Linked DNA regions of Mus musculus: regions 1, 2, 3, 4 and 6 are each linked to region 5. A link is a contact called in public HiChIP or PLAC-seq and promoter capture Hi-C data. All regions are on one chromosome and are shown on one strand. Each heading gives the region's core, a stretch centred on a gene start, on an enhancer-like site or on the middle of the called end of the contact. The rest is flanking DNA. Distances are from core to core; before and after follow the strand shown.

Region 1 (2,700 bases), core at 104-2,603, 650 kb after region 5:
ATTCCAGAAGAGCCAAAGCTACAAAGAAAGACCCTATCTCAAAAAGGAAAGAATAGAAAAGAGGGGAAGGGGGAGGGGAGGGGAGGGGAGGGGAGGGGAGGGGAGGGGAGGGGAGGGGAGGGGAGGGGAGGGGAGGGGAGGGGAGGGGAGGGGAGGGCAGGGGAGGGGAGAGGAGAGGAGAGGAGAGGAGAGGAGAGGAGAGGAGAGGAGAGGAGAGGAGAGGAGAGGAGAGGAGAGGAGAGGAGAGAGAAGAGGAGAGGAGAAGATGGCGGTGTGGAAAGAAACCTTCACATTTGGGCTATGATGTGAAGTTCTGCTCCCAGAAGACCCTGTCCCCAACGCCCTTGTCTGGACCCCTTCTCGGGCCTGGGTCCTTCTCTTTCCGCCTAAGTTGCCTCCTTAGTGTCTCTGACGCTTCCCGGGACTACTTTACTCTCCCTTTCTGCCTGGAATGCCCATTGCCCTGTCCCCTGTGGCCTGCTCTTTCACCCAGTCTCCCTTACCAAGGCAAGAGAGAATCAAGAGAACCAGAACCAGGTAGAGACGTCTCTTCTTAGGGCCCAGGAAGCCCAGCATCCGACACAGCATGTCTCCAGCGTCCCTGTTGCCGCTGGGCGCCCAGAGGCTCCCCAACTTGTGCCACAGGGCGGCTGCGGGCAATGCTGCCACATAACTGATAGCGAAGGCATCTGGACGACTGTTCCAGTACAGTAATCCAGCGCTGTCACCCTCCCGGAGTGTTCCCCAGGCGGCCAGCTCTCGGAACAAGGCAAGTCCAGGCAGGGCCAAACTCAGTGCGGCCACCAGCGGCTGCAAAGCAGCCAGCCAGCCATGGGCTCCTGCGGTGACCCCGAGGACCCCGCGGACCCCTAGTCCTAGGATGGCCCAGCGACTCAGGCCCACCACCCAGACCCGGAGCAGCGGCACCTCGGGAACCAACAGGGAGAAGATTCCCGGGAGCATGGGCCGCAGCAGCAGCCAGTCCACCAGAAGGAGCAGGGCGGCCGCCAGCCAGACGTGCGCAGCCATCGAGCGTGAGCTGTCCAGAGTCTGGTCCTAGCCTGGGACTCTCGACGTCCGCGCTGCACAGGAGTCTCCGTGGGGAAGGAAGAAGGGCGGGTCCGAGGGCGTGCGCGTAAAGTCCCGGGAACCCGCTCGAGCTGGTGGAGCTGACTAGAAGTGCTGGCGTTTAGAGGAAGAAGAAACCGAAAGCCGACCTCGAATCACTAGACACGCCTCCTTCTGAGACTGGCTTGCTCAGGCTGTTCTGGAAGCTGCCGCTGAAGCTGTAGTTGGAGTTCTGCCTAGCAGCCCTGGCCTGTCGTGTTCTTCTCCATGAATCTCATTCTCCTCTTCTTCCCCAGCCCCCTTAACTTGCTTGCGTGAATTTTCCCATCCCAGGCCCCACCCCAGATTGAGGGCAGGACCCTCTGTCGTCACCTGTCTCTGGGCAGATTTGCCCTGCTCAGGTTTGCTCTGGGCGCCAAATGCTGGTAGAACGGCACGCCCCTTGCGCGATGATGGGGCGGGGCCTCAGTCTGCAAGTTGCCTGCACCGCGCGCAGCCGCTGATTGGAAAGCCGAGCCCCGCTCTGCTGAGATGCTGCGGGCAGGAGCACCTACCGCCGGCTCGTTCCGGACGGAAGAAGTCCACACCGGGGTAATGGGTCTCGGGGTGAGAGTCAGCGGGTGGAGTGATCAGGGACCCCTAAAGCTCTGGAAGTAAACCAAGAGACTTAGGAAGCTTGTAGCGCCCAGCGCTTGCGCTCCACAGTGAACGTAGGGTATCCCTGCTCAGAAGTGTGGTGTCCAGGGGTCTGTGGAGGGATCCGCATGCGAAGCTGGTGAGAAGGTGCGTTCTTTGGCTTGAGCTGGAAGCGTCTAAGGGAAGTTGCTCCAAAGCGCTTTCGCTTTCACTCTAGACTGCGCAGTTGGGGTTACTGGCTAAATCAAGTGAGGGGCTTGGGGACCCCTGCAAAAGAGGTGCTGAGGTGTCCTGGATGAAGCACCTGAGAGAAGGTAATATGGAGGCTCACTGAAAAGGACCTACCTACACATCATACAGATCTTTGCTTAACCTAGCCCCAGACAGCCCCCACCCTGAGTGAGGACAAGCTCTCTGGCGCCAGGATTGAGGGGGAGATGGGGATGATCGGTGGTCCTCCTTGTTCCAGGTGCTGCCCTGCAGCACACTCCACCCCACCCTGTCCCAACACCGTCATTCCCATGCTTGCCTGAGAACTTTGCCCAGACCTAGGAGCTGGGAAGATGGCAGCTGGTTTCTGCTCTCTAAAAGCCACCAACCACAGTGTTAACATGGTGTGGAGGAACAAAGTGGACATTTCTGGCCTTTTACTTGTGCTCAGAAAGCACACTCGCGGGCAGGGTCCCCGGAGATCAGAACGACATGGAGTGGACAGAAAGGTTGGAAAAAGTCTCCCTCGCTGCCACGGAGCTGTGGGACTTAGAAATCAAATCAATCAAGGGTTCAGAGTGAGACCTGAGTCAACTTGGGAAGCTCATTCGTCTCCATAAGTCAGTTTTCTCAGTGCACCCAAGGGTCTCCTAAGGTGCCTTTTAACCTAGAAGGTGTGGGGGAAGTAGATGTGTCTACCCTCCTTCACTTATCCGTAATTCTTTCCTTGACCTGGAAAAACTCTGCTATCCAGAAGTCCTTTCCCCTGGCTGCAGAGACTTCGCT
Region 2 (2,700 bases), core at 190-2,689, 570 kb after region 5:
CGACCGCTCTCTGGGGACCGTCGGGCCTCGGGGCCTCGGGCCGGGCAGTCTCTTCGCCGCCCCCGCCCGTGAGGACCCCGCTTCGGCGGAGCACCGGGCGACGGTTCGACCCGGGGTAAGGAAGAGGAAGGGAGGGATGGGGCGACCGGGCTCGTCCTCACAAGAATACGCCTCAGGAAACGCAAACGGTACTTGGTACATTTGAAAAAAAAAATAATAATAAAACTAAGGGACACCAAAAGTTGGGTGGTAGAGGGGGGGGGATGGGCCTGGGTAGAGTTGGAAGAGGGAGTAAATATGACCAAAACTGTACGAAATTCTCAGCGAACTAATAAAACTAGGATACAAAAAATAAATAAAATATTTGCCAGTTTCTGCTACCCCACCCCCACCCTGTGGGACTCTCTCCTGTGTGCAAAAGGCCCTGACCCCCTAGGGGGCACTCGTTCTCAGGAGAGCCCCGACTACAAAACCAACAAATGGGAATCCAGGCAACCTCTGAGAACTGCCTGCTTGCACGGTCACTCCAGGCATCTTAAGGGTAACTGCGAGACTGAAGACACCTCTATGGCTTAGGGGACTGGGGCTTTATTTACTCTCTGGTCTCCGAACGAACTAGGACACCTCCGCTCACCCCAGGGTATGTATCACATATGTCCCTTCTGGGCCTAGTGTTTTCTTGGAAATTCAATTTACTAACTCAGTGTTTGAGTTCTGGATTCCATTTGACCAAAAAAATTAGGTTTCTTGGTCACTGGCTTCTCTCTGAGTTAGACGCCTAGAGTTCGCTCTCTTAAACCTCCACTCCACATGAGGAGTTGTCCGCAAACATCGGGACCACAGACCATCGCTGATCTGTTTCCCCACTTCAGAATCTGGCATTTCCTCCAGACAATGTACGGGGTGGGGGTGGGGGGCACTGGTATTGTAAGCCCTGTACGGGGGAGTGGGTGGGGGCACTGGTATTGTAAGCCCTGCTGTCTCCCCATGCACAACCCTTATCTTTGGTGGTCGATTTAAATTCTGCCGCCTCCTCCTCCTCCTCCGTTTATATGTCAGGCTCGCACCGGCGGCGGCACCATCCTAACTCAATATTAGAACACAGAAGTGAGAATGGAGTCTCACTCTCTCTTCAGAGAAAGGAAATCTATAGTAAAATCAGGATTTTGCCACCCCCTCCCACATCCCAGAGTCCCCAGGGTCCCTCAGAACACGACCCCCAGAGTGCTGGCTCTGGAGAGCCCTGCCCCCGGCACTTACTTTCGGAGTCTCCGCCCTCAGTCCCTGGGCTGCTCAGCACCATCAGCACCACCACAGCAGCCGAGAGGAGGAGGCTGGGGATCTGCAGAGCCATCTCTAAGGCACAGGTAATGGCAGTCACCAGGACTCACACCTGCTGTGCCCCCTTCAGAAAGCAAAGTTCTGTAGCCTGGAGTGATCTGAAATCCCAGAGTGTCAGGGTTGGTCCCAAGTGAGGAACCAATCAGCATTGGAGCTGAAGTCTGTCATCTGTCTCTGGGTAGACTTTGTTTACAAAGGCTCTCTATGCGCGGCATGGTCTGTTTCTTCATGAGCCCCACTGGATGAACGTTTGAGGTGACTGCTCCTCTCAGTTACAGAGTAAACTTTTCTAAACTGCAGACTGCCTGTGTTTGGGGGTTTAAAGAGAAAAGTGCGTGAAGTATAGACAACTTTGGGATAATTATTTCAAATCTACTGTTCTTACACTTGAGGTTGTAGTGGGAGAAATGAGTGTGACATGTATTAAGAGACAGAGAAATCATGTTTTGTTACATCTGACCCTCTGGGGTGCCTCAGGTGAGAAAGCAGAGTTCTTGGGGAGTCGCTGAGCCTCTTTCCAATCCTGGAATTCTCTTTGTAAAATGCAAGCCATGTTCCCTGAACTGTATTCTAGGTTTTGATAAGCTCACATGGAAGAGCAGTGTGATGTGGTTAATAATGGAAAGCATTGAGCTGTCCTGTGTACATGTTGGAAATGTCAGGTTAATGTGTGTCTCAGCCCTGCTGGCTCATGCACCTTCCCCATGCAGGAGTCTTCTACATTCACGATATTCCAATGAAAATACAGAAGTTGATCAGCCCAACGTTGCTCTTGTGGATTCTTCTGCTGTTTAAATCCTCCATAACCATGATGTCAGCTAAGGAAAACTCCACAACCTTTTAGGGCTTCCAGATCCAGCTGCCTGGAATTTCAAGGACAAAAGGCTAATGGTGTAAAATAGCAGTTTCAGGAAGGGACAGCCATAGGTTTGTCACACTGTGCCAGGCTGAATAACAGAGTCATCAACTTGTGCTTCAAATACATCTCTCCTCAGGTATACACTACTAAGTCTAATTGTCCATCAGCTGGAATGGTACCTGACAAATACCAAATGACTAAACAATAAGTCTCTTTCCCTGAAACTACAACACTATCTCTATTATTTTAGATCCTAGTTAAACAGGGGTCAGGACCTGAAAACAGAGTTGATGAAGGAAAAGGGAAAGACGTAGAGTTGGGTAACAAGACCATCCCGTGGGGGCTCCAGCAGCGCAGGTGAACTGCAGCATTCCAGGGTCCACACTGGCACCCTGATGTAGAGAACCAGAGAGGGACCGCACTGGGCTCTCACCATCAGCTCTGCTCAGGACAGACACAGATCTCCTAAGCCTAGGCAGGGAGCATGCAGGAGAAACATC
Region 3 (2,700 bases), core at 177-2,676, 830 kb before region 5:
CTTAAAGAAAGAAAAACAAGGCAAGACTATGGAGAGAACAGATGCATCATAGAGGGACTCGCAGGAGGTGCACCTGAAAGTAACAGTAGAACAGGCCTGGGTCTTGTCAGGCTTGTGGCTAGGAGAACAGAGATGCTGTTTCAGTGACATTAGCTCAGATGACTTTCTACATTCTTCTTTTTTAAAGTTTTATTATACATAAGTACGCACCAGAAGAGAGCGTCAGATCTCATTACAGTGGTTGTGAACCACCATGTGGTTGCTGGGATTTGAACTCGGGATCTTCTGAAGAGCTGTCAGTGCTCTTACCCACTGAGCCATCTCGCCAGCCCGATTTTCTACATTCTTGTGTTTTCCTAGATAATCCATTTCCTAAGGACAAGGGCACATCCAGTGATGCTCAAACAGGTATGACTGGGTACCAAGACTCAGGGGGGCTGGCAGCCTGGGCACCTAGCCGCGAGAGGATGGATGAGAAGCCAGGTCCTATAGCCTCACCCTTGTCCTGCAGAATCCTGTGCTGCCCCCCACCATAACAGACCAGATTCGGCTGTGGGAGCTGGAAAGGGACAGACTCCGGTTCACTGAAGGTGAGTGGCTTCCGCTGACCTAATCTCAATCATTGGCTAAAGAGGTAAGGCCAGCAATTTCACGCAAAAGTTTTGTGCATTTCGTATTTGTTTCTCAAAAGGGAAGGAGAGGAAGACTGATCTTTTATTTTGGTATATTAGTAGCAGGAAATATGTCCCAAATCAGTGCAGTTTGAATTAAGCTAGGTGAGGGGATAAGAGGCAGGGTAATTCAGTCTTCTCTTTAGGTGGGTTTGCGTGGCTTTTCTTGTGGATTCTGCTGTCTTTTCGAGTGTCTGGATGCCACAGGTGTTAAAGTTGAACAGTCGACTATCCGTAGAGAATTAGTCCTAAGAACTGTGGCCTGCAGCCCCTGCCTGCATGCTGCTTGGAGGGGCAGAGACCACTGCAGCCCCTCACCTCCTGCCTGTCCCACCCGACCCCAGGCGTCCTGTATAACCAGTTCCTGTCGCAAGTGGACTTTGAACTGCTGCTGGCCCACGCGCGGGAGCTGGGCGTGCTTGTGTTCGAGAACTCGGCCAAGCGGCTGATGGTGGTGACGCCGGCAGGGCACAGCGACGTCAAGCGCTTCTGGAAGCGGCAGAAGCACAGCTCCTGAGCCGGCCAGGTCCAGCCCCGGGCGGGCAGCTTTCCAACTCAGATGTATTTTGTTTACACACCGGGATATTTCTTGTTTAATAAAATTATGGAAAAAAATCTACGCGGCTTCAGACGTCTGCCGGCGTTTCCCTACCCAACGCAGTGATACCCGCTTCTAGCCAGAAAGCCGGAGGAGCGAGAGTCTTTTACGCATGCGCCTGCGTGTCCCCGCCCACGCATGCGCGCGCACCTCGCCATGCACCTATCGGCTCTGAGTTCGCCGGGACGTTCGAGTTAGAGGCGCATGGCCGAGGTTGCGGGGGTGGGGGTGGTCCCAGGCTTCCGAACCCCAACCTTCGTGTCCGCGTCAGTGCCCGGTGACGGGCAGAGCTCCCGCCTTCTCTGGACGCCCTGGTTTCAGTGATTCCAGAGTGCTGTCCACACCGTGCGCTCCGCCCCTAGGCGGAAGGACGTAGAGTGAGAGAGGGTCCTGCGGATGGGAGTGAAGGGTTGCGACCTCCTGCATCCCATGGCCTCGTAGTGAGCAGACCTCCATCCCTTCCCAAACACTCCCGATGCCTCATTTGCCTCTGGCCTCTTTCCGGCCACCGCTCTGGGGGCTGAGGCCCTCATGGGGTCTTTCCAGGCCCCAGGCACTTTGTACACAGCCGGAGCCCCACGGCTCCCCTGTCTCTCGGAGGAACCGTGAAGCCAAACAGAAGCGCCTGCGCGAGAAACAGGCGGCCCTGGAGGCTGGGCTAGCTGAGAAGAGCAAGGTCAGGGGTCAGTCCTTGGGTCTCCCAAGACTTGGGAAGGGGCTGAAAGAGACTGGCGCAGGGATCCAGATGACTGTGGTGTATTGGGGATTGCAGCCTCCACCCCCACTCCGCAACACACACACACACCCTGTTTCCTCCCTGCAGATACCTGCAGTGCCCACTAAGGCCTGGAGTCACAAGGAGGTAGTATTGTATGAAATCCCCACCGGGCCAGGTGAAAAGAAAGGTAAAGTGTAGGGTGTGTTTTGCGATGTTGTTGCTCTTTGGTCTGCTAACATGCAGTTCAGTAGTGGATCTCTGTTCTGCTTCCACAGATGTTTCTGGGCCCCTGCCTCCTGCTTACAGTCCCCAGTATGTTGAAGCGGCCTGGTACCAGTGGTGGGTGCGAGAGGGCTTCTTCAAACCAGAGTATCAGGTCAGTGCGCGGCAGAGGGCTTCTATGAGGTCCTTAAGACAGAGTGAGTGGCCCTTGAACTTGGTGGGCACAGGCTAACTTCACAGTTGATGTTTATTTCTTTCGGCCCCTGGTTTTCTTTTTGCCTCCCCCGTGTTGGATTTCAATAATAATAATAATAATAATAATAATAATAATAAATTTGAGACACTGTTTCTCCACGTAGTCCTGGCCGTCCTGGAACTCTGTAGACGAGGCTGGCCTCAAACTCAGAGATCTGCCTTCCTCTGCCTTTTCACACGTGTGCCACTACACCTGGCCTTCTTGAAGTTCTTTTTGCCCCAAGGCACCAGAGGGT
Region 4 (2,700 bases), core at 7-2,506, 890 kb after region 5:
TTAAAAGCTATGACTTCTTCCAGAGGCTCCCAGTGACCACATGGTGGCTCACAACCATCTGTAATGGATTCTGATACCCTCTGGTATCTCTGAAAACTCTGTACTCAGATCTTTAAAAACAAAAGTCTAATAGCCCAAACTTTTGACCTCAGGGCGTGGGGCGGAGATATGCTCATGTGGTGTTGAGGAAAGCAGACATCGACCTCACCAAGAGGGCTGGAGAACTCACGGAGGATGAGGTGGAGCGAGTGATCACCATCATGCAGAACCCACGACAGTACAAGATCCCAGACTGGTTCCTGAACAGACAGAAGGATGTGAAGGATGGGAAGTACAGCCAGGTGTGTTAGGGGACTGGTGGACACGGGTTGTCCGTTAAAACTGGGTGCAGAATCAGGAGATAAAGTTGTCTCCCCTGTCTCAAAATCTAGGTTCTGGCCAACGGTCTAGACAACAAGCTGCGTGAGGACCTGGAGAGGCTGAAGAAAATTCGAGCCCATAGAGGGCTGCGCCACTTTTGGGGGTAAGTGGGTGATGAGGCTTAAGCTGCCCACTCCCAATCAGGCTGCACAGTCCACCGGCTCGCCTCCTGCTGCTCTGTGACCTGTATCTTTTTCTTCTGCAGCCTTCGTGTCCGCGGTCAGCACACCAAGACCACTGGCCGCAGGGGCCGAACTGTGGGTGTATCCAAGAAGAAATGAGTCTCTGGGCCTTTGCTGTTAATAAATAGTTTATATACCTATGACCTCCGTCTCAGTTTGTCTTCCATCTGATAGTACTTAATGCCACAGCGATCCTGAGCTCTGGTAGTTTAATCTGGCTGCAGGTGCCTTCTGGGTACAGTGCTCTTGGTGCACTTGAACGGAAATGTCCCTCATAGGCTCCTGCTGGTGTTTGCTCCTCCCTTTCTGTTGGGTGTTCACAAGGAGACTGCCTTAGGTGCAGCAAACTGGGCGGCAACCACTGTTAAAGGTGGGGCAGCCGGTGTTGAAAACCTCCAGGGGAAGCTTGGGCAGGCTTCAATTGAGTCTCCTGCCGTAGCCGTGCTAAGCTGTTGTGAAGTGGCTACAGCTCCGCCAGATGCTGCTGCTCGGGTGAGTTAACAGCAGATGCTGGCTGCTCTAGAAAAGCAGCCTGGTATTCCGCGTGCTTTACAGTAGGGACGGACCGGGAAGGGCTGGACCTATGTGAAATGCACGCCGCTTGTCGGCTTCCGGCCTAGAGAGGCATGATGGGAAGGTGCGGGGAGGGGCGGGATGGAGCGGAGTTCCGCGTGCACGCTAGCTAGGGAAACGAAGCCTTCCGGGGCCAGCTGTGGTGGGCCAGGGCCGCATTGCACGACAGCATCTGGAGAACAGCATCTGTGATGCGCCAGAGCCCCGCGCATGGGTCACCGCGTCTCCTCAGCAGCAGCTGGTTAAAGCCGTCCTCCCACCTCCCCACGCTCTAACAGCTGTGCCCACAGGTCTCTGCGGCACGCCATGCCCCTCAGCCTCTTCCGGCGCGTCCTCCTGGCGGTCCTACTACTGGTGATCATCTGGACCCTGTTTGGACCTTCAGGCTTGGGGGAGGAGCTGCTGAGCCTGTCCCTGGCATCCCTGCTGCCGGCCCCAGCCTCGCCAGGACCGCCCCTCGCCCTGCCCCGCCTCTTGATTTCTAACTCTCATGCCTGTGGTGGCTCCGGACCCCCTCCCTTCCTGCTCATCCTGGTGTGTACGGCCCCGGAGCACCTGAACCAGAGAAACGCCATTCGGGCATCTTGGGGTGCCATCCGCGAAGCCCGGGGTTTCAGAGTGCAGACGCTCTTCCTCCTGGGAAAACCTAGAAGACAGCAGCTTGCTGACCTGTCCTCAGAGTCAGCAGCACACAGGGATATCTTGCAGGCCTCCTTCCAGGATTCCTACCGCAACCTCACCCTCAAGACCCTCAGTGGACTGAACTGGGTGAACAAATACTGTCCTATGGCCCGCTACATCCTCAAGACGGATGATGACGTGTATGTCAACGTCCCAGAGCTGGTGTCAGAGCTGATACAAAGAGGGGGGCCTTCGGAGCAATGGCAGAAGGGCAAAGAGGCCCAGGAAGAGACAACAGCTATCCATGAAGAGCACAGAGGCCAGGCAGTGCCCCTTCTGTATTTAGGCAGGGTGCACTGGAGGGTGAGACCCACTCGGACACCAGAGTCCCGGCACCATGTGTCAGAAGAACTGTGGCCGGAAAACTGGGGTCCTTTTCCACCCTATGCCTCGGGCACAGGATATGTACTGTCCATCTCTGCTGTGCAGCTCATCCTGAAGGTGGCCAGCCGGGCCCCACCTCTACCTCTAGAGGATGTCTTTGTGGGAGTAAGTGCAAGGCGAGGGGGCCTTGCCCCCACACACTGTGTCAAATTGGCTGGTGCTACCCACTACCCCTTGGATCGGTGCTGTTACGGGAAGTTCCTGCTGACATCCCACAAGGTGGATCCCTGGCAAATGCAGGAAGCTTGGAAGCTGGTGAGCGGCATGAATGGGGAGAGGACTGCACCCTTTTGCTCCTGGCTCCAGGGATTTCTGGGTACCTTGAGGTGCCGGTTCATAGCCTGGTTCAGTAGCTGAGAACCCACAGAAAACAGCACCTCAGAGACCTTTCCCCAAAGTTGGTGCAGAGGCTGCAGATCCCTGTGGTGATCTAGTTCCTCCATTTTCTCACAGCAAACTC
Region 5 (2,700 bases), core at 68-2,567:
AAGAAGAGAAGGCAGCAGCAGAGGAAGGGGATCTCGACCTCTGTGGAAGGGGAGAGGGACCGCACGGCTGCGACGACTCTCACCTGCGCACATGTACTGCTCAAATTTGTAGCCCATGTACATGAGCTCCCGGAGGAGGGGTGGCCGTGCAAGCCTCTGGGCCCGAGCAGCCGGGGTCTCCACCTCACTTAGGTACAGTGTCCCTTGGAACCGGGAGGCTGCCAGCTGCCAGCCCTCCTGCCGCTCATACGGCGTGGTCAGCAATTTTGTCAGGTGCCCTCTCCATGTCACCGTGGCCCCTGCCAGCCAGCCGGGACCCCTGGGAGGGAAGAATGCGGGGTTTATGGTCTGACTCGAGTTTTACTTCTGTTGACTCAAAGTCCCCACTAAAGACCATTTGGCTTTCCCAACTTCAGAAGAGAAAGCCGGGTCACCAGGTCAGCTTCTGCGTTGCACCGGGCTCACCCCTCCAGCTGGTTCCGGTGTTCCAGGACCCAGCGCAGCAAATGGTCCAACCTCTCTTGGACTTCCTCGTCCCGGGGCTGGTATCGGTCAGGGTATCCATCTCTGAGGTCAAAGTCCGGGCCTGGGCCGTTGATGGGAGGGGGGCTGTAGTAGCGGAGGGCTCGGGCATCTCCATGGTACTGGCGTTGTGCGTCCAGGGAGAAGCAGCCCAGTTCGGATGGACGCCGGTAGAACGGGAAGGGTCCCGAGTACAGAGAGGGCTGTGTCCGCAGTAAAGGGACTGCCCGGGGGAGTTTGTGCAAAGGCTTTTCCACCTCTGTCTTCTCCGCTTTTCTCTTAGTCCCTCTGGGTTCCATGAGGTCCTGCGAGGAAAGCGTTTCCAGTGGATAAGGAGCGAGTGAGCTTCCAGGTTTGGGCTCTGCGTGTCAGGAGCCGGGCGCCTCGTTCCCACCCACGGACCAACGAACGCGGCGAGCTTGAGGAGTTTGGGGGTTGAAGCTAAGACTTGGTTACCTCAAAGCTCCCCACCCTGACCGACCTCCACCTCCTCGAGGCTACGGCGTCAGGGCCGCACGTCAGAAGCCGGAGAAGGATGCAAACACGGAGTTGCTGTTTCTGATGACGCTCTCATCCGCCCTCAGCGTCGGAGTGGGCGAGGTCCGTCTGCACCGGAGCGGGAACCCAGGCGGGCCACTCGCGCCTCGGCGCGCCCCAGTGAGCGCTCTGGTCGGGAGCCAATCAGCAGCGGTGCGGGCGACGGAAGTGAGGCTGCCTTCGTCATCAAACTCAGACGACCAGCCAGAGGGCCCGTCGTCATTATTCTGTGCCGGAAGACGCGGTCTTCGGGACTCCTTTCCCGGAATCCTGAAATCCGGGTTATGAATCGCAAGAGACGGCTCCTGGCGTCTGAGGCTTTTGGGGTGAAGCGGAGGCGGGCGCCGGGGCCCGTGAGAGCGGATCCTTTAAGAACAAGAGCAGGTAACCATGGCAACCTGGGCGCGGAAAGCCCGAGGGTATCCACCCTTGGAGGAGGGGGGGGAGGAGGAGGAGGAGGAGGAGGACCTAGGGTAGTAACCATGGCAACCCAGGCGCTGGGCAGCGACTCTGAGGGCTGGGGCGTCCGAACCTCCGCGCTGTCTCCACCCTCGCTCTCCACCCGGACCTGACCACGCGCTTGCTCCACCACAGGCTCGGCGCGCGAGGCCATCGAGGAGCTCGTGAAGCTGTTTCCCCGGGGGCTGTTCGAGGATGCGCTGCCGCCCATCGCGCTGAGGAGCCAAGTGTACAGTCTGGTGCCAGACCGGACGGTGGCCGACCTACAACTGGTGAGCACCTTGGAGACCTTTGGCGTGTCCCCCCCCCACCAGCCCCGGCCCTCCGACCCGCAGCCTCGAGGGCACTCGCCAAGTCCCTGTCGCTCAGACACTCAGTCGTCCGTCAGCAGGCGTTAGGCCAAGGCAAATGCAGAGCAAATCCCAGGGGTTTGGAACTGCAGGCAGATGTCACATCTGACAGGTGATGGCTGTTAGAGAAGGTTAGTGAGCGCGGACAAAGGTGTACTGAAGGTCACCGGTGAGAGAGATTGACTGAAGGAGAGAGATGAGTCTAGTGTTAATTCCCAGATTTCCCAAGTGATCAGTTAGTGATTAGGGGATTGACTAGAGGAGGGAGGCACCGAGTAGCTGCTTGCCTGATGTGCGTACACTGAGTTGCAGATTATAGATGTATGAGACAGTGGGCTATGACGCTGCAGATCATTCTAGGCTGTGGTGCACAAGGCATAGGGGCTAAATGAGATACTTAGGGAGACTAGAGGAGTGATGTAACCTCGTGGCCAAGTTTAGAAGGCGATTGAAAGCCAGGGCCATGTCTCTTCACACAAAAAAAATCCACAGTGGGCAGATTTCAGTCTCTGTTTTATAGGAACTCTCAGACCTCTGCCTGAGTTGAAGGTCAGAACACTGTGAACGGCTCTCTGCTGCTACATACCTCTCTGGGCTCCTTTTAACTAGGGCAGTTCCTCCTTAGAGGCTGTCACAGATCCTTCTTGCTTAGCTTTGTCCTTATATTGTTACAGAGTTTCTGACCTTGATTCCTGCAGGTGACTTCTGACCTCCTCCTCAGGCCATGGCCCCTGTGCTTCCTTTTCTATAACTGTTTTTTTTTTTTTCTTTAAACAAAAAGCTTTCAGAGTTGCACAAGTTTTGTTTTAAGACAAGGTCTTAATTTGTAGCC
Region 6 (2,700 bases), core at 38-2,537, 600 kb after region 5:
GTTTATTCCTAAGCTCAGCAGTCTCCTCCAGCAGTGCTCAGCCACCCCCTGAGAATGACTTCCATGACCATCCAGGCCCCTCTGAGGGCCACTGAGTTCAGACGAGGTGCCAGCCTCCAGTCCCTCAGCATGTCTACCCTTCTCTGTTCCCTCTTTACAAGCTAAAGAGAAAGTATATGGGGTTTTCATCATCATCTAAAACTCCGTGCTGTTTTTTTTTTTCCCCATTTGTCAAATGGACGTGATAAACTCAGAGCGGTTTTTGTTCTCCGAGAAAACGGATGCCCCTCCTAGGCTTGTTCCTCTTCTGTATTTAATGAGACTGGCGTTAGAGGGGAGTCTTTTCTTAGCATATCACATCCTGTTTTCTGCTCACAAGCCTGAGTTTTCATGGTCTAGCAACGCTGGTGTTTGCATAGCCCGTCTCCCAGTGAAAAAACAAGCTGTACACAGCAACCTGAGGCCAAAGATAACTAACATACTCAACTTGTCTGAGCTCTCAACTTCACTCACACCTCAAAACTTCTCAGGACGATGCTGAACGCTAACCAGGAGCTTAATAGTTGGAGATGTGATTTCCAATTTCACCAGAAAGCCATAAAAGGAGTAGATGCTCGTAGAGAAAGCTCAGCTGCTCAGACTCCGGCTTTCAAGGTTCTAGTGTCTGATGTTGATGCACAAGGAGCCCAACAGGGGAAAATGTCTCCTTCCTCCCTCCCTCCCTCACTCCCCTCCTCACTCCCCTGGTATCTGTGTCTTGGGTGTGAGAAGACCTTTCCAGGCAGTTCTTTGTGGGTGCTGAGGAGCGCATGAGCTTCCTGGTCAGTGGGGGGGTGGGGGGGGCTCTTTTTTTTTTTTTTTGGTTTGTCAAGACAGGGTTTTTTTCTGTGTAGCCCTGGCTGTCCTGGAACTCACTCTGTAGACCAGGCTGGCCTCAAACTCAGAAATCCACCTGCCTCTGCCTCCTGAGTGCTGGGGTTAAAGACGTGTGCTACCACCACCTGGCTGGGGGGACTCTTTAAAGTCAGAGCCACTCTAGTCTGAGACTTTGGTCCACAGAGAATGGGGAGAGTTAGCCCCGTGCCAATTCCAGAAAACCACACCCAGAATCAAACCCCTCTCTTCTTACCTGGGGAGTCTCTGCCTTCAATCATGAAGGAATCCAGCCTCATGAGGTTCACCAACAGAGCCACCACCCAGGGGGCCCTCCCAGCGCCCATTCTGGAGGGGACAAAGGGGCAATGAAGAGACTGATACACCTATTTAGAATAGAGCTGTCTTCCACACAGCTGAAAAAAAAAATAGATAGGTAATTATGCAGCCTCCTTCACACTGTTAACCAATCAAGAGCGAAGACTTTGCATCATTTGTTGCTAGGCAGAACACTTTGCTAACACTGTGTGATAAAAGCCAAGAACTGGTTACCTGGAGAGTCAGTGTTGGCTGTTGAAATGTGGGAAAATGGACCAGCATCGGGAGAGAAAAGTCTACAGAGTATGAGGTCCTAGAACAAAGTAGGTTGTTTATTGTGTATTCTGCTGCCTTCACTTAGTAGGGTCCCTGAATTAGTCTGACCAACAGGTCTCCCTTCCTAGAGAGTGACTGACATTGACTGCAGAGGGTACTGAACTATGTAAATAGCTTTGTGGATTGTAGCTTAAAGGGGGTTGATGGCAGCTCGTCAGCAAAAGCAGAAGACAGGCTGTGCTGTGCCTTGTATGCCAAGCAAGGAGAGGAGGGAAGAGGAAAACAAAGACAGAAAGACAAACAGGAAGGCATAATTCTCAAAAGAATAAAATCGTGCAAATATACTCATAAAGACAGAATAGAAGGAAGCATTGGGGACCAAGTCAGTAAGATGGTGGGATGGGATTCTATAGAACACATTAGCTGGCAGAACGAGTGTAGCCTGAGCTACAGAGTGAGACCCTGGCTCAAAATGACAATAATAATAATAATAATAATAATAATAATAATAATAATAATAATAATAATAAATGACACTGTGCTGAAAATATTATGGGAAAAAGTATAAATTAATCGATTAATTGACCTCTGCTGCCTTGGTCAGGTTTCTGCTGCCGTGACGACCACCACAGCCAAAGCTACTTCACAGTAGCTTAGAAGGAGGCTGAAAGCTATTGAAGGAAAGGGCTTATTTCACCTTACAGCAGCTTATGTTCCATCACTGGGGGAGGTCAGGGCAGGAGCTCAGGGAGGAACCTCGAGGCAGGAACTGAAGCAGAAGGGAGCTGCTTACTGGCTTGCTCCACATGGCTTGCTCAGCCTGCTTTCTTAAACTGCCCAAGACTCTACCTCCCACAGTGGGCCAGGCCATTCCTCATCAATAAATAGTCAATTAAAAGAAAATGTCCTCTAGACTTGCCTAAGACAATCTGATGGGGACATTTTCTCAATTGAGGTTCCCTCTTCCCAGATGACCTAGCTTAGGTCAAGTTGACAAGCACACACACACACACACACACACACACACACACACACACACACATGCACATACACGTGCATGCATGCACAAAGTAAAATTAGCCAGTATACTTACCAAGATAATGTAATGATGTATATATTATGCATGGAATTTTATCCTATTGATATGTTTGTATACATGCATTTTAGCATCTAAGCAAGACATTGTGAGCAATGGCCAAAGATTTGTAATAACATCACCCAGCTACCTGCTGG

What was found. Promoter capture Hi-C pulls out the DNA fragments that hold promoters and counts their contacts. HiChIP or PLAC-seq counts read pairs in DNA pulled down with a chosen protein or histone mark.
Region 1: a promoter capture Hi-C map of liver shows a contact between it and region 5, with 2.8 times the contacts expected there. The contact joins the promoter of Tap1 here to the promoter of Stk19 in region 5. A contact is called at or near these places in 5 of 39 promoter capture datasets (cranial neural crest, hippocampal neurons, liver and 1 more), 3 of 115 datasets of contacts at active chromatin or transcription factors (bone marrow-derived macrophages, effector CD8 T cells and large pre-B cells) and 2 of 9 other capture datasets (adipose tissue and liver).
Region 2: a contact with region 5 is called in a promoter capture Hi-C map of neural stem cells. The contact joins the promoter of H2-Ab1 here to the promoter of Stk19 in region 5. A contact is called at or near these places in 2 of 39 promoter capture datasets (cranial neural crest and neural stem cells), 1 of 115 datasets of contacts at active chromatin or transcription factors (embryonic forebrain) and 1 of 9 other capture datasets (pancreatic islet).
Region 3: a FOXA1 HiChIP or PLAC-seq map of pancreatic cancer cells shows a contact between it and region 5. The contact joins the promoter of Vars2 here to the promoter of Stk19 in region 5. A contact is called at or near these places in 1 of 484 Hi-C or Micro-C datasets (CD4 T cells) and 1 of 115 datasets of contacts at active chromatin or transcription factors (pancreatic cancer cells).
Region 4: a contact with region 5 is called in a promoter capture Hi-C map of liver, with 3 times the contacts expected there. The contact joins the promoter of B3galt4 here to the promoter of Stk19 in region 5. A contact is called at or near these places in 9 of 39 promoter capture datasets (cranial neural crest, embryonic stem cells, erythroid cells and 4 more), 3 of 484 Hi-C or Micro-C datasets (cerebellum and cortical neurons), 10 of 115 datasets of contacts at active chromatin or transcription factors (astrocytes, bone marrow-derived macrophages, cardiomyocytes and 5 more) and 4 of 9 other capture datasets (adipose tissue, embryonic stem cells, liver and 1 more).
Region 6: a contact with region 5 is called in an H3K27ac HiChIP or PLAC-seq map of microglia, with 4 times the contacts expected there. The contact joins the promoter of H2-Ob here to the promoter of Stk19 in region 5. A contact is called at or near these places in 1 of 484 Hi-C or Micro-C datasets (B cells), 2 of 115 datasets of contacts at active chromatin or transcription factors (embryonic forebrain and microglia) and 2 of 9 other capture datasets (adipose tissue and embryonic stem cells).

Annotation. Positions count from the first base shown.
Region 1 is chr17:34,186,209-34,188,908 of GRCm38.p6, reverse strand. Tap1 (transporter 1, ATP-binding cassette, sub-family B (MDR/TAP)) reads right to left here and starts at 1,353. Exons shown (of 11, transcript NM_013683.2): 1 at 504-1,353. The coding sequence starts at 1,029. It overlaps Psmb9 (proteasome (prosome, macropain) subunit, beta type 9 (large multifunctional peptidase 2)), which reads left to right and starts at 1,579. Exons shown (of 6, transcript NM_013585.2): 1 at 1,579-1,659. The coding sequence starts at 1,600.
Region 2 is chr17:34,261,966-34,264,665 of GRCm38.p6, reverse strand. It overlaps H2-Ab1 (histocompatibility 2, class II antigen A, beta 1), which reads right to left and starts at 1,439. Exons shown (of 6, transcript NM_207105.3): 1 at 1,261-1,439. The coding sequence starts at 1,354.
Region 3 is chr17:35,666,318-35,669,017 of GRCm38.p6, reverse strand. Vars2 (valyl-tRNA synthetase 2, mitochondrial) reads left to right here and starts at 1,426. Exons shown (of 29, transcript NM_175137.4): 1 at 1,426-1,945; 2 at 2,093-2,174; 3 at 2,263-2,363. The coding sequence starts at 1,745. Gtf2h4 (general transcription factor II H, polypeptide 4) reads left to right here. Exons shown (of 14, transcript NM_010364.4): 12 at 361-408; 13 at 512-590; 14 at 1,016-1,290. The coding sequence ends at 1,188.
Region 4 is chr17:33,950,044-33,952,743 of GRCm38.p6, reverse strand. It overlaps B3galt4 (UDP-Gal:betaGlcNAc beta 1,3-galactosyltransferase, polypeptide 4), which reads left to right and starts at 1,256. Exons shown (of 1, transcript NM_019420.2): 1 at 1,256-2,700. The coding sequence starts at 1,482. The coding sequence ends at 2,597. It overlaps Rps18 (ribosomal protein S18), which reads left to right. Exons shown (of 5, transcript NM_011296.3): 3 at 153-341; 4 at 432-523; 5 at 626-746. The coding sequence ends at 701.
Region 5 is chr17:34,835,520-34,838,219 of GRCm38.p6, reverse strand. Stk19 (serine/threonine kinase 19) reads left to right here and starts at 1,317. Exons shown (of 7, transcript NM_019442.3): 1 at 1,317-1,443; 2 at 1,654-1,790. The coding sequence starts at 1,344. Dxo (decapping exoribonuclease) reads right to left here and starts at 1,201. Exons shown (of 7, transcript NM_001163770.1): 1 at 1,004-1,201; 2 at 466-827; 3 at 84-319. The coding sequence starts at 821.
Region 6 is chr17:34,237,492-34,240,191 of GRCm38.p6, reverse strand. It overlaps H2-Ob (histocompatibility 2, O region beta locus), which reads right to left and starts at 1,287. Exons shown (of 6, transcript NM_010389.3): 1 at 1,130-1,287. The coding sequence starts at 1,220.